Linked DNA regions of Pan troglodytes: region 2 is linked to region 1. The links are chromatin contacts, called in public HiChIP or PLAC-seq maps. All regions are on one chromosome and are shown on one strand. Each heading gives the region's core, a stretch centred on a gene start, on an enhancer-like site or on the middle of the called end of the contact. The rest is flanking DNA. Distances are from core to core; before and after follow the strand shown.

What was found. HiChIP or PLAC-seq counts read pairs in DNA pulled down with a chosen protein or histone mark.
Region 2: an H3K4me3 HiChIP or PLAC-seq map of stem cell-derived excitatory neurons shows a contact between it and region 1, with 8 times the contacts expected there. The contact joins the promoter of LRCOL1 here to the promoter of NOC4L in region 1. A contact is called at or near these places in 1 of 7 Hi-C or Micro-C datasets (stem cell-derived neural progenitor cells) and 1 of 1 datasets of contacts at active chromatin or transcription factors (stem cell-derived excitatory neurons).

What each region holds. Positions count from the first base shown.
Region 1 is chr10:138,987,373-138,992,740 of NHGRI_mPanTro3-v2.0_pri, forward strand. NOC4L (nucleolar complex associated 4 homolog) reads left to right here and starts at 2,258. Exons shown (of 15, transcript XM_016924672.4): 1 at 2,258-2,456; 2 at 2,724-2,844; 3 at 3,429-3,535; 4 at 5,152-5,259. The coding sequence starts at 2,340. It overlaps DDX51 (DEAD-box helicase 51), which reads right to left and starts at 2,183. Exons shown (of 15, transcript XM_016924671.4): 1 at 1,844-2,183; 2 at 1,588-1,760; 3 at 618-768; 4 at 167-312; 5 at 9-80. The coding sequence starts at 2,147.
Region 2 is chr10:139,509,182-139,514,549 of NHGRI_mPanTro3-v2.0_pri, forward strand. It overlaps LRCOL1 (leucine rich colipase like 1), which reads right to left and starts at 2,212. Exons shown (of 5, transcript XM_016924678.4): 1 at 1,896-2,212.

The DNA.
Region 1 (5,368 bases), core at 1,008-3,507:
CCACATACCTGCTGGGCCAGCTCCTTGGTGGGCAGCACAACCAGGGCACGGATGTGGCAGACCACTCTCGAAAGCAGGGCCTGAGGGGGAAGGGGCGCCTGCGTCAGCAAGGCTGTTACCTGTCCTCTGCACACCCGCTGTAGAGAAAGGGGACCCTCACACAGACCTGCACCACAGGGATGACGAAGGCCAGTGTCTTCCCACTGCCTGTTGGGGCAGAAACACAGAGGTCGCTAGGCCGGTAGCCGCCTCTGCCCACCAGAAACCCACAGGCTGCGCTCTCCAGGAGGGCGGGAATCACAGCTGCCTGGACTGGATGAGGAAAGGCGAGAGAGAAGTCGTGTTTACGCCTAGGCCTAGGCCTGCTGCTTCCCTGCCTGTGACCTCTGGGCTGGGCTGCTCTGCTGGAGGCCTGGGAACCGCTCCCCAGAGGGATGGCACCAAGGCCCAGAGGAACGCCAGCCTCAGGAGATCCAAGTGGGAACCATGAGCTTGAGGGTGCTGAGACCACACTTGGCACCGATGTGGCAGGGACGCCTGACCCACGGCCACTCACAGCCTTGTGTGTGGGTGCCCAGGGAGGTGTTCCCTCAGCTGCCTGCCCGGGGCTGGGGCACCTGGAAAGTAGGACGAGATGCCGTGTGCCCGCAGCTGCTTCTGCAGGTCAGGATGGACGTCAGGGATGTCCTCGATAGGAACCAGATCTTCCGTGACATTCTTTCTGACACAGTTAGGCTCAGCCAGCCACCTTGGCAGGAAAGGCTGGACCTGCCATCAAAAAGAAAGAGAGGCCAGGTGAGCGCTTTCCAGGCTCTCGCGCAGAAGCCCACGGTGGAAGCAGCTGGGGGAGGGAGCCTGGGGAAACCTCTGTAGTCTTCAGCTCCTTCTCAGCCCCAGGATGCGCTTTCCATACAGCCTTCAGAAGTTAAACAGTAAAAGCAGATGCCACTCCCTGAGCAAACTCACTCTGTAGCCTCCCATCAACCCACAGTGGCATCCACGCTCCCGCAGCCAGGAGGTCCTGTGACCTGGCGCTCGCCTGCCCCAGCCACGCCGGCGTCCCTGCCTCGAGGCCTCTGCCTGGCACCCCCAACCCCCAACCTTGACCTGGCTTCAAGTCTTTGCATCCCAACTCAAAGAGAATCTCCTCCACCTGCCCTACCTAAGGTGCCCGAGCACTCTGCCAAACTTCTCGCTTTCTTCACCTGTCTCGTCGGAAATCTCTTTACCGAAAACTACACGTGTTAAGCAAAAACACCAACGGTCAGGGGCTTGCAGAACGGCCTCTGACTTACTCCTGAGGCGGTGAGCGCACAGCAGGAAACCCCGCACGTTCACGCAAACACATCTTGCAGGAGAACTGGCGCGGCGCGGCGGGAGGACAGGGGCAAGCCTAGCAGAGGAAACGGGAGCTCTGCACGTGCAAGATCCAGACCCCTAGGCGATGAAACTGCAGGCCTGGCAGCGAGGCGCGGCTGTGACCCGGGAACATTCACTGAACGAAACCTTCCGGGGCGACCGCCGCACTTAAGAATCCGCGCAGCCTACCCTCTCACGCCGACCACCCTCCCGCCCGCCGACGCTCACCTTCGGCGCCTTCCTCTTCCCGAACCCCCCCAGCACCAGGCCGGGGACCAGGGGTCCGGCCGCCTCCTCCAGGGCCCGTCCATCTGGGGCCGCCTCGGCGCTGGCGCTGCGCTCCCCCGGCGCCTCCTCGCTGCTCCCTGCGCTGGGCTCCCCCGGCGCCTCCTCGTCGCTTTCTGCGAGGCAGACACCCACCCCGCAGCGCGTCAGCACCGAGTCGCCGGCGCCCCAGAGGGAGCCCGCTCGCCCCGCGGCCCACCTGCGCCCGCGTCCTCGCCGTCCGCCTTCCGTCGCTTTCCCTGCGGCGCCTCCGGGCTCCCCGGCTCCGCGTCGTTCACCCGCCGCCGCCGCCGGGGCCGCCGTCGCCTCCTGGTCGCCGGCTCGGTCGGTGCAGCCGCCTCGGTCTGCGCGGGCTCCCGCTGCTGCTGCCGTTCGCGGGCCCGGCTCTGCAGCCGCTCGAGCAGCGCGCGGGCCCTGCCGTGCGCCCCGGCCTCCGCGCCCTCCGGCCCCGCCGCAGCTGCCGCATCGGGGCCCGGGTACCGCGCGACGTAGAACAGCGCCATGGCCAGCGGCACGCCTGGGACTCGGGCGTGGCGCGCTGCGATGACGTCGGCGGCACGCCTGGGACTCGGGCTCCGCGCGAAAGACGGGGTTGGGGTACGGCGCGTAGAGATGACGTCGGGTTCTACGCGCCGTGGTGACGTCACGGGAGCGCCGGCGGCTGAGAATCCGCGTTGTCCCGTGTTGGCGGCGGCATGGAGCGGGAGCCGGGCGCCGCGGGAGTTCGCCGGGCTCTGGGCCGCCGGCTGGAGGCGGTGCTGGCGAGCCGCAGTGAGGCCAACGCCGTGTTCGACATCCTGGCCGTGCTGCAGGTGGGCCTGGCGGCGTCGCAGGGCCGGAGTCGCGGCACGGGAGCGGGACTTGAATGGGGGGCTGCGGCGGCAGGTCCCCAGGAGGTTCCGAGACGGCGTTGGAGGGTCAGGGTGGGAGGCGCGTGGGTCACGGGTCGGGGGTGACGGGGCTGGCGTCCCGAGGGGGAAGGGAACGGGTTGGGGGCAGCCTAGGCAGGGGCGAAGGTGACACTTGCCGGCTGGGCGCCCTGCCGCCGCCTCGGCACCCCGCCGCCGCCTCTGCTGCAGTCTGAGGACCAGGAGGAGTTCCAGGAAGCAGTCCGCACGTGCAGCCGTCTTTTCGGGGCCTTGCTGGAGCGGGGAGAGCTGTTTGTGGGCCAGCTGCCCTCTGAGGAGATGGTCATGACAGGTGAGCCCTGGAGGGCCCCGGGGCTGCTCTTCTCTTTCCGTGGGTCGGAGGGAGGCTTTGTCACCATGGGATGAGCGCCCCCAACCCTGGCACAGGCCGTGCAGGCTGGTGGGAGGACGCACCAAGCCCACCGTGGAAGATGGATGGTGGCGTTGGGGCAGGGGTGACATGGGTGCCCTGCAGCTGAGTGTAGATGAACAATGGACAAGGTACGACTTTTTGTGTGCTTTGCACCCCTTTTGTAATTTGATGTTGACTGATCCTGACACGGTCGCTTAAACTCGGAGCTTCCTTTATGTCCCCATCCTGGGGACATCAGGTCTTGGAGTAAAGAGAGGGGATGTGGATCCTGCTCCTGGCAGCTTGGCTGGGGCAGTCCTGGGGTAGGAGGTGCTCTTCCTGTTTGCAGGGCTCAGGGAATGTGCTGGTCCCAGCACAGGTCTGGGGGCCATAGCGACCTGTTTCCACCTGCGGAGGCTGAGTAGAAGACAATGGGAGGGTGGAGCCAGGCCTGAGATTTTGGGCTGGGCCCAGGGTGGCATATGTGGGCCTCATGTGGGCTGACCACCCTAACCTGTCTGCAGGGTCCCAGGGAGCCACACGGAAGTACAAGGTGTGGATGAGACACCGCTATCACAGCTGCTGCAATCGCTTGGGAGAGCTCCTGGGCCACCCCTCCTTTCAGGTCAAGGTGGGTCATTGGGCTGGCCTCATCCTTGTCCATCCCCTGCACCCCCACTCCCAGGTTATCCACAAAGCAGAGGTCTGGGGCTCCCACAATTGTCCAGGCAAAGCTGCTTCCTTCATGGGAGCATCACCCTGTGGGTGTTCAGTCCCATTCAGAAACATGGCTATCGAGTCCTGTACTGAATATTGAAGACGCAGAATCCGTGTTCCATCTCCAGTGGCATCCACGGGGATCTCTGTGTTTGCATAGAGCACGCACACCAAGCCTCGTGCCAGTCCACAGATGTGTTTGCTTAGATCACACTGTGGTCTGCAGCCATGGGAGTGCATTATGAGCTTTCTTAAAATCTGTAATGAGGAATAACTGAGACACAGTTTACTGTTTAAAGCTGAGAAGTTAGCATCTGTTACTGTGTTGTGCAGTGGTTACCACTATCCCAGAACATCTTTATCGCCCCGAAAAGAAATCCTGTACCAGTTAACATCGCTCCTATATCCCACCCCTTTCCACCCCCAGCCCCAGGCAACCACTACTGGATCAGTGGTTACTTTCTGGATCAATGGGTTTGCTTTTTCTAGACGCTCCTCATAAAGGGGATCATACGGTATGTGGCTTCTTTCACTCATCGGTGTGTTCGAAGTTGGTTCTCTTTGTGGCTGAGTAGCAGCCCGTCGTATAGCACAGCACGTATCGTTCAGCCGCTCGTATGTTGCTGGGCATTTGGGTCGTTTCCACCTTTGGCTGTTACGAACAGCGGACTGTGAACGTTCGCGTACAAACTTTTGTGTGATGTTTCTTTTGCTTGAATATGCCTTATCAGTGGAATTACAAGGCCACACAGCAGCTGCGTTTTTAATGTTATGAGGAACTACAAGACTGTTTTCCATAGTAGCTGCGCTATCTTACACTCCCCCTGGCAGCATTTGAGGGTTCCATACTCCACATCCTCGCCGACACGTCTGTCTGTAATTATAGCCGAGCTGCAGACTTTTAAATGTTGGGGAGATACCACATGAAAATAACCAGTTTCCACCTTCTCAGAAAGAAATAATCAGTTCTGTCAACACGGGGTCTAAGTTTGTTCATGGCTGCGATTGGCTGGAGGGAGAGTCAGAGACAGCTCTGAGACAGCCGTGTGCTCCTGTCATCCCGCACGTGGCTCTTTTGCTTTGTGGTGTCATTTGCCTGGGCCCTGAAAGCACTGTGTTTGCCACTCCGAGATGAGAGCTTCCGAGCCTGGGTCTGAGTTGGGCACCACGCTGGCATCACACGCCTGTGTTTTCACAGCTGTTCCCAAGGGTTATGGTGGCATTCCCGTGACACAGGTGACGAGAGAGCAGTCAGGTGGCCCATAAAGCAGACCTGGGCTGTGTACCCTTCCCCCGCCAGACTCTGTCGTGAGCACTGGATCTCTTTAACTAGAGCTCTTGTCATCTCTACATCATGGGTGGGACACGGAAGCCCAGAGTGGCATCTGGTGGCATGTGGAGCAAGAGAAGGCCCGGCCGCCCTTTTCTCAGCCCTGGGCCTAGATGTGAGGGGCTCCCTGACTGGGCTGAGCTCTGGGCCCATCCGTGGGGTGAGGGCATCACAGCCACCCTGCACTGCCCCCTTCCCAGGAGCTGGCCCTCAGCGCACTCATGAAGTTCGTGCAGCTGGAAGGAGCGCACCCCCTGGAGAAGTCCAAGTGGGAAGGCAACTACCTGTTCCCCCGAGAGCTCTTCAAGGTGAGGGCCTTGCTGGGGACTCCCAGAGGGCCTGGCTGGCTGGCCAGATCCCAGGATGGCCCCGTAGTGGGGGAGGGGCCTGCTGAGCTGAGCCTGGCTGTTGGCTGGG
Region 2 (5,368 bases), core at 962-3,461, 520 kb after region 1:
CTTAGACGCCCCTGGCACCTGATCCTGGAGCCCTGACCCCAGACAAATGAGTCATGTCGACACTTTCCAAGATGAATGGCCACATCCCCAGCCATCGGGCAAACTTAGTAAGCCCTGTTTCCAATCATATCAAGCCTGTTCAATATAACTTTGTTTAGAAATGGGGCCTTGCTCTGTTGCCCAGGCTGGAGTGCAGTGGCACAATCGCAGCTCACCGCAGACTCAACCTCCTGGGCTCAGGTGATCCTCCCAGCTCAGCCTCCCGAGTAGCTGGAATGACAGGTGTGAGCCACTGTGCCCGTTTTAAATATAATGCTTAATGTAACTACATAAAAGCTAAATTGAATCACAACTAGAACTTGTCTAAATTTCAAGCTTGCAGTATCTTTCCTGTACTTGGAACCAGGAAAAATTTTTTTCTGGTCTCAAACCTTTTCGTAGGTCCTTGCAAAGTTCACAGGCTTCGTTTCCAAATGGAGCACGATGTGCCTGACAGATCAAAGGGCCCTGCTCAGCCCAGGAACAGGCAGCTGCCTGTGCTGGGAAAGTCCGGTGTCTAACAGGTCACAGGTCACACCGTTCACAGCAGCGTTTTTCACGACGGCCAGAGGGTGGACGAACGTGTTACATGCCCCCTGCCCCGAATGTGATATGTACGCGCAATGGGACGTCCGTGGCCCCAGAAATGGAAGGCAGCTCGGACCCAGGGGCCACACAGTCACCCTGAGGACCTGATGCTGAGGGAACGAGCCCCTCTCAGAAGCTCAAATACCGTTTGATCCCACGTGTGAGGTCTCCAGAGTCGTCAAACCCACAGAGACAGACAGTACGATGGTGGTGCCCAGGGCAGGTGGGGGTTGGTGTTTAATGGGGCCGGTTGACATTTGGGAAGATGTAAAGCTCTGCAGATGGATGGCAGTGATGGCTGCACAGCAACGTGAATGTGCTTCATGCCACTGACCTGTGCACTTAAAAATCATTAAGACGGCCCGGGCATGGGGTGGCTCACGCCTGTAATCCCAGCACTTTGGGAGGCCAAGGTGGGCGATTACCTGAGGTCGGGAGTTCAAAACCAGCCTGACCAACATGGTGAAACCCTGTCTCTACTAAAAATACAAAATTAGCTGGGTGTGGTGGCGCATCCCTGTAGTCCCAGCTACTTAGGAGGCTGAGGCAGGAGAATCGCTTGAACCCTGGAGGCAAAGGTTGCAGTGAGCCGAGATCACGCCACTACATTCCAGCCTGGGCAACAGAGTGAGACTCCATCTCAAAAAAAAATTGTTAAAATGGTCAACTTTATGTTAAAGGTATTTTACCACAATAAAAGCAAAGGTCACAGGCAGACCTCACGAGTGCCCTGGAGGTGCTGTTGCCCCTGGGATGGAAGCTCATTATTTTCAAATGTTCTATATATGGGGGTCTCTATTCCAGGACATTTGCTTAAAAATCTCTTGGATCAGACACTTCTTCAGTTTTTCCTGCAATTATCAATATCTAGTTTGTTTCTATAGTAGTTCAATCAGCTAAGTAAAAAGCTTGATGCTAAATCTTGTCAAAGACGTTACAAATCTCCATAGATCGTCTGCGAAACCACAGCTTTCATGTTTTGAGCGTAAGACCCTGGGGCTGGTGCTGTAACCCCTGCCCAGACTCTTCTGAGTTTCGGCGGCCCAGCAGGGCCGGGCCGGGCACCTGGCAGGTGGGGTCATCCCCACAGGGCACCCCGGCCGAGGGCAGAACTGGCTCCGCTGCAGGGTCGATCCTGGGCTCTGGGCTGTGCACGCGTCCTATTGACACCCCGAGGACAGGACGTGCGAGTGACTCGTGAGGTTGGGCCTCCCTTGCTGAAAACTTCCCTGGTGGCTGACAGCTGGGTGGACATTCAGCAGCCCTACCTTTTTCCGTCAGGCGCCAGCAGCCCCTCTGTGTAGAGGTGAGACAGGCCAAGCTGCAGCTTCTAGACGAGACGCCCGAAAGCAGAGAAGTACCCAGAGCAGGGACCCGGCAGCACGCTGGGCACAGTCGCAGCCCCGCCTCTTCCTTCTCCGTCTTGTTCCCTCCTTCGGTCCCAGGAGAAAGACGCTCATCTCCCCACAGGAGAGGCTCAGTGTAGGCGTCTGGACAGGGGCCAGTCCCACACGGCTACTGACTCCGGACCACAAAGAAGCTGGAAGCAGCAGCTCCGCCTCTGCAGCCAATTGCAGAGCTTTTTTCTCTGTGTTCTGCCCCCACTTCCAACTCAGGACCAACCAGAGGACGCCAAACACGTCCTCTCACCAACCACCGGACACCTGACCCTCCATCAGCCGCCCCTGCCTTCCCCACAGCATCACCACCACCCTAAGCGGAGGGACCTGTGCCCCGCCCCCTGCCTGCTGATCTCAGGGTGGGGCGCTCCCAAGCTCCGAACTCAGAGCCTGGGCTTGCTGTCGTCTGGGTGGTCTTTCTTTATCTCCACATGCATCTGCTTATGCAGTACACGCGTATGGGCTGTTTGCTCGTTATTTATTTGTGATCGACCATGTGCCAGGCGCCGCGGCAGGCTCAGCGGGGGAGCAGGCTGTGCCCCGGTGTCAACTTGGTGCTCTCAGTCCAGTGCGAGAGCTGGGCCTGGCAACGAACACACTGCGCAGAGAGTGGTGGGCGTCGTTAGGGGCACGACGGAGGTGCCAGGGGGACACCGCACAGCAGGGATGTCAGGGAGACCTCACAGAGACACCTGCACGACACCTGCTGCCAGGAGCACGGCCCAGTGGGGATGGGAGAGCAAGGAGAGCGCCGGGCACGGGGAGGAGGGGCGGGGCACGGCCCAGTGTCTGGGGAGCTGAGGCGGGGAGGGTGGGGAGGCCAGGGACAGCCCAGGGGGACACTAGAGAGGGTGGGGAGGAGCCAGCCCTGGAGCTCGAGTGCCAATCATGCTGCCCTTTTGAACGCCGAGACCATTAAAGGGGTCTCGGGTGAGAACCACAGGCAGGATGTGGAAGCTCCTGGGTGCATGGTGGCCTCTGTAATGGGCAGGGCGAGGCTGGAAGCGAGAGGACCCATGCGATATCACGCATGCCCGGCCAGAGGGGATAGGAGGCTGAGTCAGCAGGGCTGGGGGGGACAAGGAGCAGAGAGAGAGGCAGGGAAGAGCAGTGGGGATGCTGAGGGGTGTGAATGTGGGGAGTCAGGGTGGGAATTCAGAGTGAGCCCTGGCCTCTGGCAACAGGAACGAGGAGCACATGTACCCAGTCTAATGCAGCACCTGCACTGTCGACCACCAGAAAACAAAGCACCCAAAACTCAGTAGCCCAAAAACATGACTTGTGATGGTCGCTGTGTCTGTGGGTTGACTGTGCTCAGCTGGGCGGTTCTCACACGTGTTGCTTAGGCATCAGCTTTCACGTAGCAGCTAGGCTGCCGACAATTATCTGAAGACTCAACAGGGCTGTGTCCAAGATGGCTCCTTCACTCCTGCATCTGGTAGCTGGAGGGACTGATGGGCTGGGAGCCCATCAACTCTTCTCCTCTTCACGTGGCCCCCATGAGGCTCGCAGAGGCTTCCTCACAACATGACGGCCTCAGGGTGGCTAGTGCCTTCCCCAGAGCAAGAGCTCCAGGAGGATCTGCAAGGCTTCTTCTGACCTACCCAGAGGTCACACAACATCACCTCAACCGCATTCTATTGGCCAAAAATGAGTCCCAGAGACAGCTCAGGGACTACACGCTTCCTCACCCAGTGGAAGCGTGTAGGGCAGGAGGCAAGGGGAGGCAGGGCGGGATGGGGAGGGGAGGGGAGCAAGCTTTTTGGAGTGATGAAAATATCCTAAATTTACATCATGGTGGAGTTTGCACAATCTTGTAATTATACTAATAACAATGAAGGTACACTTTAAATGGGTGAATTGTATAATATGTGAATTATATCTCAGATATGTTATAAACTTTTTTGAGAGAGAAGGCTTTAAGCAAATAAAAATAAATCTGTTAGTGTATAGAAAATGTCCAGAACAGGCAAATCCATAGAAACAGAAAGTAGATTAGTGGGAAACCACCTAAATGCCCATTGATGGATGAATGATGGATAAAGTGTGGTGTGTCCAGGCAACATAATACTGTTCAGCCTTAAAAAAGAAGAAACTGCTGCCATATGCTACAACATGGGTGTCCCTTGAGGGCAGTATGCAGTGAGACAGGCCAGGCACAGAAACACAAATGCTACATGATTTCATTTGCCTGAAGAATCTAAAATAATTAAACTTGGCCAGGCGTGGCAGCTCACACCTGTCATTCCAGCACTTTGGGAGGCTGGGGAGGGTGGATTGCTTGAGTCCAGGAGTTCAAGACATGGGAAACCCTGTCTCTACAAAACATACAAGAATAAGAAATTAGCTGGGTGTGGTGGTGCATGCCTGTAGTCCCAGCCACTCAGGAGGCTGAGATGGGAGGATTGCCTGAATCCAGGAAGCGGAGGTTGCAGTGAGCAAAGATGGTACCATTGTACTCTAGTCTAGGTGACAGAGTGAGACCCTGTCTCAAAAAAAAAAAAAGAAAGAAAGAAAATATAACTGATTTTTGTATATTTATGTTGTATCCTGAAACCTCTCTGAACTTAATAGCTCTAACAGTTTCCAGTGGATTCCTTAGGGTTTCCCTTATACAATATCATACCATCTGCATATAGAGATGATCTTACTTCTTTTGCAGTTTTTCTCAATTTATTACCTACTTGTCATAACTAGAATCTCAGCATAATATTGAATAGAAGTGGCAAGAGAGGACACTTTTGTCTTACTCTTGAGTGCAGGGGAAAAGCAATTATTCTCTTCACCATTCAAAATTATGTCAACCAGGTCAGGTGGGGTGGCTCAAACCTGTAATCCCAGCAGGGGCCAAGAGCCCTCTTTTAAGAGCCTTTAAGAAAGACCATGCTGGCTGGGTGCTGTGGCTCAGGCCTGTAATCCCAGCACTTTGGGAGGCCGAAGGGGGTGGATCACCTGAGGTCTGGAGTTTGAGACCAGCCTGACCAACATGGAGAAATCCTGTCTGTACTAAAAATACAAAATTAGCCAGGCATAGTGGTGCATGCCTGTAATCCCAGCTACTCAAGGGGCTGAGGCAGGAGAATAGCTTGAACCTGGGAGGTGCAGGTTGCGGTGAGCTGAGATCACACCATTTTACTCCACCCTGGGCAACAAGAGAGAAACTCTGTCTCAAAAAAAAAAAAAAAAATTATGTCCACCGGGCACAGTGGCTCACACCTGTAATCCCAGCACTTTGGGAGAGCAAGGTGGGAGGATCGCTTGAGCCCAGGAGTTCGAGACCAGCGTGGGTAACATAGGGAGACCCCATCTCTACCAAAAAATAAATAAAAAATTAGCCAGGC